Linked DNA regions of Mus musculus: region 2 is linked to region 1. The links are chromatin contacts, called in public Hi-C maps. All regions are on one chromosome and are shown on one strand. The core of a region is the stretch at or near the end of the contact, and the rest is flanking DNA. Distances in the headings are between cores, read along the strand shown.

Region 1 (5,466 bases), core at 795-3,294:
ATGCTGTGACAGTGGCCAGGAACCTAAGCCACCATCACATGTTCATACAAACGCTGAACGAAAAGCTACGAGGAGAGAAAGAAAGCCTTTAAACATTTCTGTAATGAGATTTTGGGAAGGGAGTTTGAGACAGGCATAGTCTAACTGAGACAGAAGAGCAGACACAGGCCAAGTACTTGAGCAGCTGAATGAGGGATGTAACAAAACTTTCATTCACTGATAGGACATCACAGGATCACATCCCTCTACTGGCTCCCAGGTGAAAGGGTTACCAGAAGACACAGCCACAGTGAGAAAAATTCTGTGCCATTCCACCTTTTCTTTCTTTTCTCTCTCTCTCTCTCTCTCTCTCTCTCTCTCTCTCTCTCTCTCTCTCTCTCTCTTCCTTCCTTCCTTCCTTCCCTGCCTGCCTTTCTTCCTGCCTTCCTTCCTTCCTTCCTTCCTTCCTCCCCGCCTTCTGATTTGTGTTTTATTTATAAATTATTTTGGAGATATGAGAACCATAGAAGCCCTTCTCTCTTTTTAAAGTGTATTATCCGATAATTTTCATGTAGGTTTACATGGACAATTTTAAAAGTATGCATACTATTGTAACAAAAATTTCACTCCTAAGACTTGCACAGCATGACAGAGTGAAGCATCACGGTCACAAGATAGTTCAATGGCTTGCAGGCCTGACAAAATTTAATCTGACATTCCAGTTTTGTAAAATGGGAGTAGTATCGAGCCAAGTAAAATAATGTTCTTCTAGCTGGGCTGCCTTGTCTGGCCCCAGTGGGAGAGGATGTGCCTAGCATCACAGAGATTTGATGTGCCAGGGTTGGGGATACCTAAAGAGGCCCCCTACTTGATCAAAGGAGAAGAGGAGGGAGATAGAGGTAAGGATTGTGGGCTGTGTTATGGGAAGGGGTCAGTGAGCAGGACATTAAGTGAATGAATAAAAAGTCATAACCATAAATAATTTTTTTAAAAAAGTCACACTTAAAAGAGATAGAGTTGGGCCATTTTGTTTTTGTTTGTTTGTTTGTTTTTTCTTTTTTGTGGATTTTCTTTGAGAGTTTATAAGGCAGATATTTAGGCTTTCATTGCCCAATAGAGAGAGAGAGAGAGAGAGAGAGAGAGAGAGAGAGAGAGAGAGAGAGAGAGAGAAAGAGGAAAACAGATGTGGTATGGCTGGGCATGGTTGTAGAAACAATCTCATGAGGGGTTAAGCCCAGCTCTGGAGGCAAACTGAGATGAGGTACGAGGTGTGTAAGCCTCTCTCCGTATCATGCAGTAGAGGCAAACATCCCTCAGTCGTTTGCAATATGGGAAGAGGGAAGTGTGTAGACTTTCCCTGTGACATAGAAAGACAGTGGGGTCCACATAAGCTGAACATCTCTTCTTAGACTATGGAAAAAATGGATTTTAGAGCCAATGATGGATGTGGAGACTCCCAGATATAGGTGTCACGGCATAGAATATTCTTAAAGCCAGAAAACCCAAATCAGCAATCTAGAGTCATGGTTCTCAAGCTCCCTAATGCTGCGACCCCTTTATACAGTTCCTCATGTTGTGGTGAGCCCCAGCCATAAAATTATTTTTGTGGCTCCTTCATAACTGCAATGGTGCTACGGTTCTGAATCATAATATCGATATCTGATAAGTAACCGCAAGGGGCCATGACCCACAGGCTGAAAAACCACTGATCTAGAGGAACAGTTACAATAAACAGAGTCAGAATACTGCCCCATTTAGGTGTCTGCCTCAGCCACTTTCACAGCAGAAACTATCCTGGCAAATAAAAAGCACTCAATCCCAGTTTTGTCTTCTTCACTGAGAACTAACTGCTCAGGCCTGGCAAGCCTCTCAGAACTAAACACCAGCCAGTACTGAACATGTCATCGCCTGCATGTTTCCTCTGTTTCTAAGGCAGTGATTTAGGTGTCCCGTATGCACAAGTTGCTAGACCAAGATAATTCAGTGCCTTTCAAAGCAGTGCACTAAGATGATGCTCATCCTATCTATTTCCTTTTTATCTCACGTGGCACGCCATCTAGTGGAACTACGTGTAATAAACTAGACTATGACTTTAGTCTTCCGCCCTCGGGAAGCTCCTGCAGTCTAAAGTGAGATGTGTTGTGGCAACACAGGAAGTTCTGAATATGAACAAACTTCCTGTGAGGTGAGAGGTTAAGTCAAGAGACTGGTGAGGAGTTACGCAGACATCAAGGGAACAGGGTCAGGAGATCTCTTACTAGGAGGTGAGCACAAGCTAACGAAAGGGCCTATGGTCAGAATTTTCCCCATGGAGAGGACGAGGAAGGCGTCTGTTTGTAGTTGATGGAGCCACTGTTTGTACTGCTTCCTTTCTTCCTTTGAGAAGATTTTTACACATAAATAGATTTAAGACTCATCTTAAAGAATCAGATTATGCAAACAGTAATTAGTGATATTAACAATCTTGCATTCCTAATAGAATCTTGAAGCAAGGTTTACAAAGAACATAGATTCACGAACTATTAGAGGAACAGGAGAATGAAATATATAAGTATGTTATGGACCTAGATAAAAATCATGAACACAGGGCTAAATCATTATTGATAAGTAGGAAGCAACACAAGAAATGAATATAAAGTCCAGTATGCCCATCTCTTGTGTGATCTGGCATAAAACATAATTACAAACTAAAATAATTTCACAAATGTTAGTCTCTTTGAGATTATTTTTATCACCAAGTTTCCAGAGAAGTGTGAGAGAAAGGGACAGGTAGTTTTCTTTTCTTGGCAGTGAGATTAGCCATACAGAATAAAATAAGTGAAGGGGAAAGGATAGCTTGCAAAAAAAATTCTTTAAATAATATTGTAAGAAATAAGTGATGCTGGTCATGCTGTAGCTTAACTTGTTTGCATTGATACTTTTTAATATTTGTTTGTTTGACACAAGGTCTTGCCATGCAACGCTGGCTGGGTGGAACTCACTAGCAAGACCAGGCTGGCCTCTAGGGTTCCAGGTATATGGCGCCATGCCTCACTTCTTAAGATTCTTTCCACCTCTGAAATACATCAAATGGTGTTTAACTGCAACTTCTCGTTGCCTAGCAACGTTTCCAGAGATAGCAAATATTTTGTAATAAAGGTCATAGAAATTCTTTTCAAGAGTGCTATCATAACTGAATTTTCTACTTGCTCATTCTTACAAAGTACAAGCCAAGCTTGAATGAAAGACGCCTTCTTGTCCGTCTACTCCTGTGAAATCATAAATTGTTACTCACTTAAGACTAATCACTCTTCCTGTGATTCCTTGAGAGGTGCAGGGCTGTTAATGCTTACTTCCCAGGGATCATGGTTGATTTGGGCTGCTGGTTCAGAGATGATCCAGTTGTCAAGATACTATTAAATAATACGTGGCTCTGCCAGCGCTTGTGAAGTTATCCACTTACTGAAAAGTAACCAGCATGGCTCTGTTAGACCTTGCCAGCATTAGGAAATAGGAGAATGAACTGGTAACACTGAACTAGCAGGTCCATGCTCCAGGATCCTTTTAAAAGTTAGGATATTTGTATGAAGCCAGGTAGTGGTGGCTCACTCCTTTAATCCCAGCACTTGGGAGGCAGAGGCAGGTGGATTTTTGAGTTCGAGGCCAGCCTGGTCTACAAAGTGAGTTCCAGGACAGCCAGGGCTATTCAGAGAAACTCTGTCTCCAAAAAACCAAGAGGAAAAAAAAGGTATCTGTATGAGAAGATCTAGAAGGCATCTGTAATACTCCACATCTTTGATTTGCTGTTTTGCTGTTGCCGTCATGCTAATAAGTTCAATGTCTATAAACAGCAGGAAGAAAAGAGTCAATAGCTGAGGCACGGTGGTACAAACGGAATAGGGTAATGCTTAAACAAGAGCATAAAATCAAGCTAAGAGGAAAGACATTCAAGGATAAACAATACTCACGATACAGTAGCGGAAGATGTCAGTTGATTTAAAAGCTACAATCTTGGTGGCTCCAGAAACAGTTTTGTATTATGAACTAGAGACCGTCCTAACAAGGAATTTTTCAACCAATTTAACAGAGAGTCATATATATTTGTTAGCATGCATATCTATGTTTTTTAAGGATCTAAAAATTAGATCTTAGGCAAATGTATGCTCTGTTAAGCAGTAAGTCACAGGTAAGCGGAACTTAATATCAAAGAACAAAACAAACCAGCAGTGCGTTCCTGTTTGCTACTGACCCTCTTGAGTTGTTGCTGTAACTGCTCCCTCATGGACTCAGGACAATTGTCCAGCTGGGTCTTCTGCTCGGAGTACAGCTCCTGAAGCCTCTCTAGCTTTTCCCTCTCAGCATCAAGCTTTACCTTCTCCTGAAGTTCAGAGATCAGAAAAGAGAAGGATGGGTATTAACCTTCATACCCCAGGCAGGTGCTAGCGGGCATTCCCGGTGGTAACAAACAGGCACAAGCAAACACTAGGAATGAACAAACATAGCTTGTTAGTGGTTAGGGCCAAGAGATAAGAACAGAATGGAAGATCCTGCCTTCTCCAGACAGCCTCCTTACCAGGTACGGACACCTGCCATTATTTCTTCACTCCCTCCTGCTACCACACATGGGGTGGGGGTCTGGGGTGTGTGTGCAAAGAATGAGCAGCACTGCTCCATGGCCCACAAGGAACAAAAGAGGTGCCAGCTACATCATATGCTTTCTGGGCCAAGAGTCCTTTGTCTGAAAACTGGATAAAGCAGGGGAGCTGTTGATTTGCCTTTAAGTACCCTCTTGATCCAAACTGCCAGAGCCTTCACTAGATTGATTCGGGAACTTTCTGTTCTCCAGCCAGAGGTGCTCTAGGCTTGCTCCTGGCCACCTTTTCCTCCCTCTGAAATGGTTCTAGCAATGGGGAAAACTCAGAGATGAAATGAGAAAATCCAGAGATAAAATCTAACTCAGGTACAGAGGGGAGGGGAGGGGGGAGGGAGGGAGGAAGGGAGAGAGAGGGAGGGAGGAAGAGAGGGAGGGAGGGAGGGAGGGAGGGAGAGAGAGAGAGAGAGAGAGAGAGAGAGAGAGAGAGAGAGAGAGAGAGAGAGAGAGAAAGAAGAGAGGAGAGGAGAGGAGAGGAGAGGAGAGGAGAGGAGAGGAGAGGCGAGGCGAGGCGAGAAGAGAAGAGAAGAGAAGAGAAGAGAAGAGAAGAGAAGAGAAGAGAAGAGAAGAGAAGAGAAGAGAAGAGAGATGATTGCCAGGCTGATTCAAGCTTCAACAGAGTAGAGTCAGGTACTTTGGAGACAATGCTTAGACATTGACCCTGCAGACACAAGTTTCCTTACAATGACACCTCTCCCTGGAAAAGATAAACAGGAAGAAAGGAAGGAAGGAAGGAAGGAAGGAAGGAAGGAAGGAAGGAAGGAAGGGAGGGAGGGACTGACCATGGGAAATGAAGGAGAGACCCCAAAATCCAGCAGAGAAAAGAGGGAAGTGACTCATTCTATTTGATATAACTG
Region 2 (5,466 bases), core at 820-3,319, 320 kb after region 1:
CCTTCTCCTTCTTATTCTTTCTTCTCATTCGTGTTCTTCTTCATCTTCTCCCTTCTTCCTCCTTCTCCTTCTGCTTTACTGTCTCCTTCCTTTTCCTTCTTTATAACTCATGAAGTCTAGTGCTGACTATATATATAGGCTTAGGGATGTCCTTTAATGCCCTTTAGAGCGTGGGCAACCTATCGGGACCGCATCCCGGAAGAAAACCCATCAACCCTCTCCCAGAAGTCATCAAGTGCCAATAACTGTTCACTTGGGAGTGGGGACACATTAATTCATTTCCCATCCATGCGGAATGTTGACTGGCTTGATCCTGCGGATGCCTTGTGCAGTCACCTGCAGCTATTGTGATTTTGTAGGTGCAATGGCCCTGTCATATCATATGCAGAAGTCACTACCTCACAGAAGTCTTTTTACCCCTCTGACTTTTACAACAGCCTTTCTGCCCTTATTCCATGATGCTCCCAGAGCCTTGTGAGAAGTTGGTATGTTAGAGATGTCCCATTTGTGACTGGGCACTTCACAGTCATTTATAATTGGTGCTAGTTGTTCTGTCTCCGTGGCAAAAAAGAAGCTTCCCTCGTGAGCAGTAAAAGCTGTTTAATCTATGGGTATATTTATAAGTATTTAGACAGTCCTCTTTCTGTTTTTATTGATTTTAAAATATATTTTATGATTTCAAAGATTTCAAACAAGTACTTTGATCATATTCACCACAACTCTTCTCTCTAAATTCTCCCAGACCCATCTTCACCGCTTCACACCCCCAACCTTGTGTCCCCTCTGTGTTTTTTTAAAAAACAATCCATTGCATCCAATTTGTGCTGTTCCTGGACTACCAGGTGTGGGGCCATCCCTGGATGGAGGTAAAGCTACTAGAAGTCACATCCTTAAAGAGAACCAACTTCTCATTTACACAGAAGCTTTTAGCTGTCCCAAGCTCTTCAGTTAGGGGTATAGGATTCTAAGCATCTCCTGTTCCATGCCAGAATGCTGACTTCCTTGGTCTTCTACAAGTCTTATGCAGGCAACCACAAGCCACTGTAAGCTCATAAGCAGTGGTGAAGGATCTCTGTTTAGTTCATTGACTGTGGGATCACATATTTCCCTAAGATATTTTCCACTGTATACTACTAGTTTGTATGTATGACTACCAGGGTCTTGTTATAGCATGTGTCTGTCTTTTGCTATAAACTGTCTTCTATTATGTGATCCAACATAACTTTTCAAAAAGCTTTTCTGGAATTATCTGATAAATTGTTTTCCCTGAACACTCCTATTCTTTTTTACATTTTATTAAAAACACATGACATGATAGAAAATATGTCTAATATAGTCTGTATCCCTGTGGGTTCTAACACTCAAATCAGAGTCACATCTGTTTATTGGATTGAATTAAAATTTATACTGTGGGAAATCACAGGATGATAGTTTGTAATGAAAACAGAATATTAGAATGTATTTAGAAACTCCCAGAATAAGCCTGAAGGATTTCCCTGATGCTGGTATGTGTCCTAGGAATTAAGTAGCAAAATTAGCATTTGCCATTTATCTACCCACCCATATCTCAACTATACCCACATAGTCCTTGATTTCTTATATATCACTCCACTGTTCACATAGATGCTTGTGCTTTCTTAGGTAACTGAATTATCCTGTGACAGCTGCTGAATGTTAGATTCACTGTGTCCGATGCCTATTGAATTCAGTGTAGTACAGTCCTGAAATATAACTCCCTAAAGGGAATGATCTGCTCCACTTTACACAGCTGACCATGAGACCATGTACACATAGCAAGTACATTTTCCAATGATATTGAGAATCCTAATAATAACTTCCCCCATGAGGTTTCCAACTGAGTTAATTAGATTTTAGAATTTCACATGCACAACAACATGACTTTTATTTTCTGGGGACTTGGGTCATTTTGGTCTTCAGAACCGTTCTTAGGGTTTAATGAAACACTCCGGGCAGGAGGCCTTTCATTGCAGCTCCACAGAGTTTCGGGGCTCAGCACAGCAGGTTCCTGCCGGCTGAGCTTATCTTCATCATTTCTCCTCCTTACCCTTTTACTTAAAGCCACATTATTTCCTGTTTGTGAGAATCTGTGTCACCTCTGAAGACATTCAGCAATGAAGACCTGGGGAAGCCTCTATTTCTTAATATAGGGACATAAGATGTTTTCACACCAGACTTAGTAAATTCTGGAGCCATTTGTAGTTAGGGCAAGGCTATAGGTCAGCAAGGCAAACAGATTTTGACATTTAAAAGGAGAGTGCACAGTGGAAACAGCATATTGCCAACACGATATTCCCTTTGTAGGAAGGATTCTTTCAATGGGATCTCCCAATTTGTCATTATTACAATCTGTTCTTTAAAATGACAGTTTGTCTTGAGGGTCTGCTGATGGTTTAGACTTATCATCTTGCTCTAGGTAGCTCACGTCCTCTCTGGCCCTCATTTGTTCTAAATGTCTGTACGGGATCAATACAAAATGTTTATACCACCTTCCAAGTTTCCTTGAAGGACACTGCTAGATAAAGGAGACTTCTAAGTTATTTAATATCTGACACATAATGAGCTGGCTCTCATTAACCAACCAAACAGCACAAGTGTAGTGACCACCCATTTAGTATGAAGATGGTAAATAGGTGGCCTGAGATCTGTCCCTGGGACTACAGGATGGAAGAAGAGAACTGACTCCTAAATGTTGTTCTCTGGCTTCACACAACCCCCAATTAAATAAATACATGAAACTTTTAAAAGTCCTTATTCTGGCTCCTTGTAGTGGTTTCTAAAGGTCATGGTTTCTATTTTCTTGTAGCCATTGCCTCAGTAAGAGAGTTGAATAGTAACGAGCCTCTCCGAAGCCTGTTTCTCCCATACACAGATGTGTTTTTAAGCAAGATATTTGTGTGTGTGTGTGTTTCCGTATGTGTATGTAGGCACTTATGGGGGTCAGAAGACAGGGGTTGAGTTGGATTCCTTGTGTGCCTATTAGTGCCCTCTGATAGAGCAGTAAGCACTCAACGGCTGAGCTATCTTTCCAGACTCCTCCTCTTGTATTTTGTAAGCATTGAATTGTTTTTGCATTTCTTGATTAAAGCAATGCAGGATTGTGGCAATGCAGGTTCTGGGAAATGGGGTCTATATCTCTATAAATGTTATTTGTAAAACAAACATCTGTGCTCAGGGGCTGCTGTAAGTGGTTCCTCACTGGGGCAGCATCACACCTTGTTCTCTCTGCAGTCATGGTCAGGTTTATCATTTGAAATAGAAATCTACCTCTAGGAGCTAATTTCAGAGTCCCACTGCATACATCGCTGCTTGCCTAGTTAGAAGACACCTTGGTGCCCTTTACTTCCTTCCTGAGCCCCTGGCATAATGCCTGGGTCTCATCAAGTTCTTCTCTATTATTACTTGCTATTCATTTCACCTCATTAATATTTAAAGATCATTACAGTTATTCACTGAAAAGGGCAACGCTTACCACCAACCATGAAAAGGTGAACCTAGGTGGAATTTCTGAGGAGGTATTTTGAAAGCATGGTATTTCCAGAGTCCGATTTGTCTCTATTTCTATTGTATAGTTGTGTTCATCTTGTGTATCTGGAACAAAACACAGGGTGGAAGATTCATGGATCTCGGCATACAAAGTACATTTTATCAAAGAGACAAAAAAAAAGTTTAGAATAGAGATCCATCCATCTTCAAGACACCTATGAAGTAAGGAGGCAGAATTCTACTGTAGTCCTTGTTTAAATGGCAAAACTGAACCAGGGGAAGTCTGGGCAATTACTCATCACTGAAAACTCACAGCGAAATTATTTAACAACCCAACTCAAAATTTGACATACTCTTCTGCTTTAACCCCAAATCAGTCCATCCATCTTGAGGTTCCATCCTTCTAAAATAGAACTGAGAACGACAGAGAAAGTAAGTTAAAATCACCTAGAAAATATCTACAAGAACATTAAACTATAACTAAACTACCAGACCAGGTAATAGCAACTGTTCGAAAAGAAAAAAGGAAAATGGACTAAGTTTCCTACGAGCTTTAGAACAGAGAAATCTGCTCCCCTGAGGGTGATCACTGCACAGACAGGCTGGCTAATCTGAGAACAACAGCAGAGGCGGAGAAGGGAGATGCAGGCCCCAGATTGCCAGTTTCTTCTTGGGAAACAGACTAGGTCCCCCATGCTGTGACAGATGGCCCGGTGGAATGTCCTCAGCGCTGTGTGGAAACCCTTAGGAGAAGAATTCAGATTAAGAGAGATGGATTCACTGTGAGAAATCAAAGAGGACATCCAGATAAAAGTGGGAGACAGAAGGAAAGGAAGCCCACCTCGACAGCCCGGCAGCATACGGTGGGGTTCCTCAAAGATAACAGACTCTGGCTCTGGACACAGCAAAGGCAACAGAAGAGCTAGCTGGGCTGACTTCCATGGTAAGGATAAGAACACACTCAAGCAGTAGAAGAATGATTGCGGTAGAATGAGCTGTTAAACTACAGTGAGAAAAAGGCCAGAGGATAAAATACCATTAATGTAACAACAAAAGCAGAGTGCTAACATGTCTACACACAAATAAAAGCTACAACCTCATTACTCAAAATGAGTTGAAAGAAAAAAGACGACATAAACTGTAGAAAATTGGGAAGGGCTGATAAATGAGTTCACTGAAGATAAGATGACTCGTGAGAGATAGGCGATGTAAGTCAGAAAATCATTTTCAAAAATCACTCTGGGAATGAGACAAATTTAGAACAAAGCGGAAGCTGTATGCGCACAAGAGCTAATGCACTGAGAGAAATTTTACAAATCAAAGGAGAAAAATATTTAGATAAATAATTTTAAAATAAGATATTCAAATAATATGGTATGTACATATATAGTCACAAATGCTAAAAACCATAATTTGCAAATTTGTTTAAAATAAAACATGACTACAGAAAGGCTCACAGTTAGGGCTGATTATTCACTAATAATTGTTATAAGGATGTGAATACTTACAAGAGGTCTAGTGGGTACACAATAGAGGTCTAGAAAATGAATAGAAAGTAGAGACTGGCTTTTCTTATAGGGAAAAAGGAGGTCCATGAGGAAAATAAAAGACAAGGGCAAAATTGGGCAAAAATGCTAAATATAGCTATTTCATACCCCTGAGCATTGACATGAAATTAAAAAGCATACTTTTCTTGTAAAACTTCTATTGCCTCCATGAAAACAACAGCAACGCTCAGGCTTCTCACCTTTGGCGCTTCATTCTGTCACCTGCCTGCCCCCTTGGTCATGGAGAAAGATTTTACCACACACTGGGACTTGATTTTAGCTTTCCCATGTCCAGAACAATGAGAGAATACATTTTATTTTCACTGGCCAGCCTGTGGTGGGGTGCTAAGGACCAGTACATCATTTAGTGTAGACTACCTGGGAACAGGATTCTTGAGGACTGATGTAAGGTGTC

The links. Hi-C and Micro-C count contacts between places; a contact is called where the count stands out from the background.
Region 2: a contact with region 1 is called in a Hi-C map of CD4 T cells, with 2.9 times the contacts expected there. The contact joins two enhancer-like sites. A contact is called at or near these places in 2 of 484 Hi-C or Micro-C datasets (both in CD4 T cells) and 2 of 9 other capture datasets (adipose tissue and pancreatic islet).

What each region holds. Positions count from the first base shown.
Region 1 is chr16:45,784,782-45,790,247 of GRCm38.p6, forward strand. It overlaps Phldb2 (pleckstrin homology like domain, family B, member 2), which reads right to left. Exons shown (of 18, transcript NM_153412.4): 6 at 4,208-4,336. Among named protein-coding and RNA genes, the nearest start is that of Gm52249, 8.0 kb to the right of the region's middle. Within about 2 kb of position 2,045, at least 38 of the 459 cell types and tissues checked have an H3K27ac peak or open chromatin away from gene starts, as enhancers often do.
Region 2 is chr16:46,105,557-46,111,022 of GRCm38.p6, forward strand. It overlaps Cd96 (CD96 antigen), which reads right to left. Exons shown (of 15, transcript NM_032465.2): 3 at 3,491-3,609. Among named protein-coding and RNA genes, the nearest start is that of Cd96, 12 kb to the right of the region's middle. Within about 2 kb of position 2,070, at least 27 of the 459 cell types and tissues checked have an H3K27ac peak or open chromatin away from gene starts, as enhancers often do.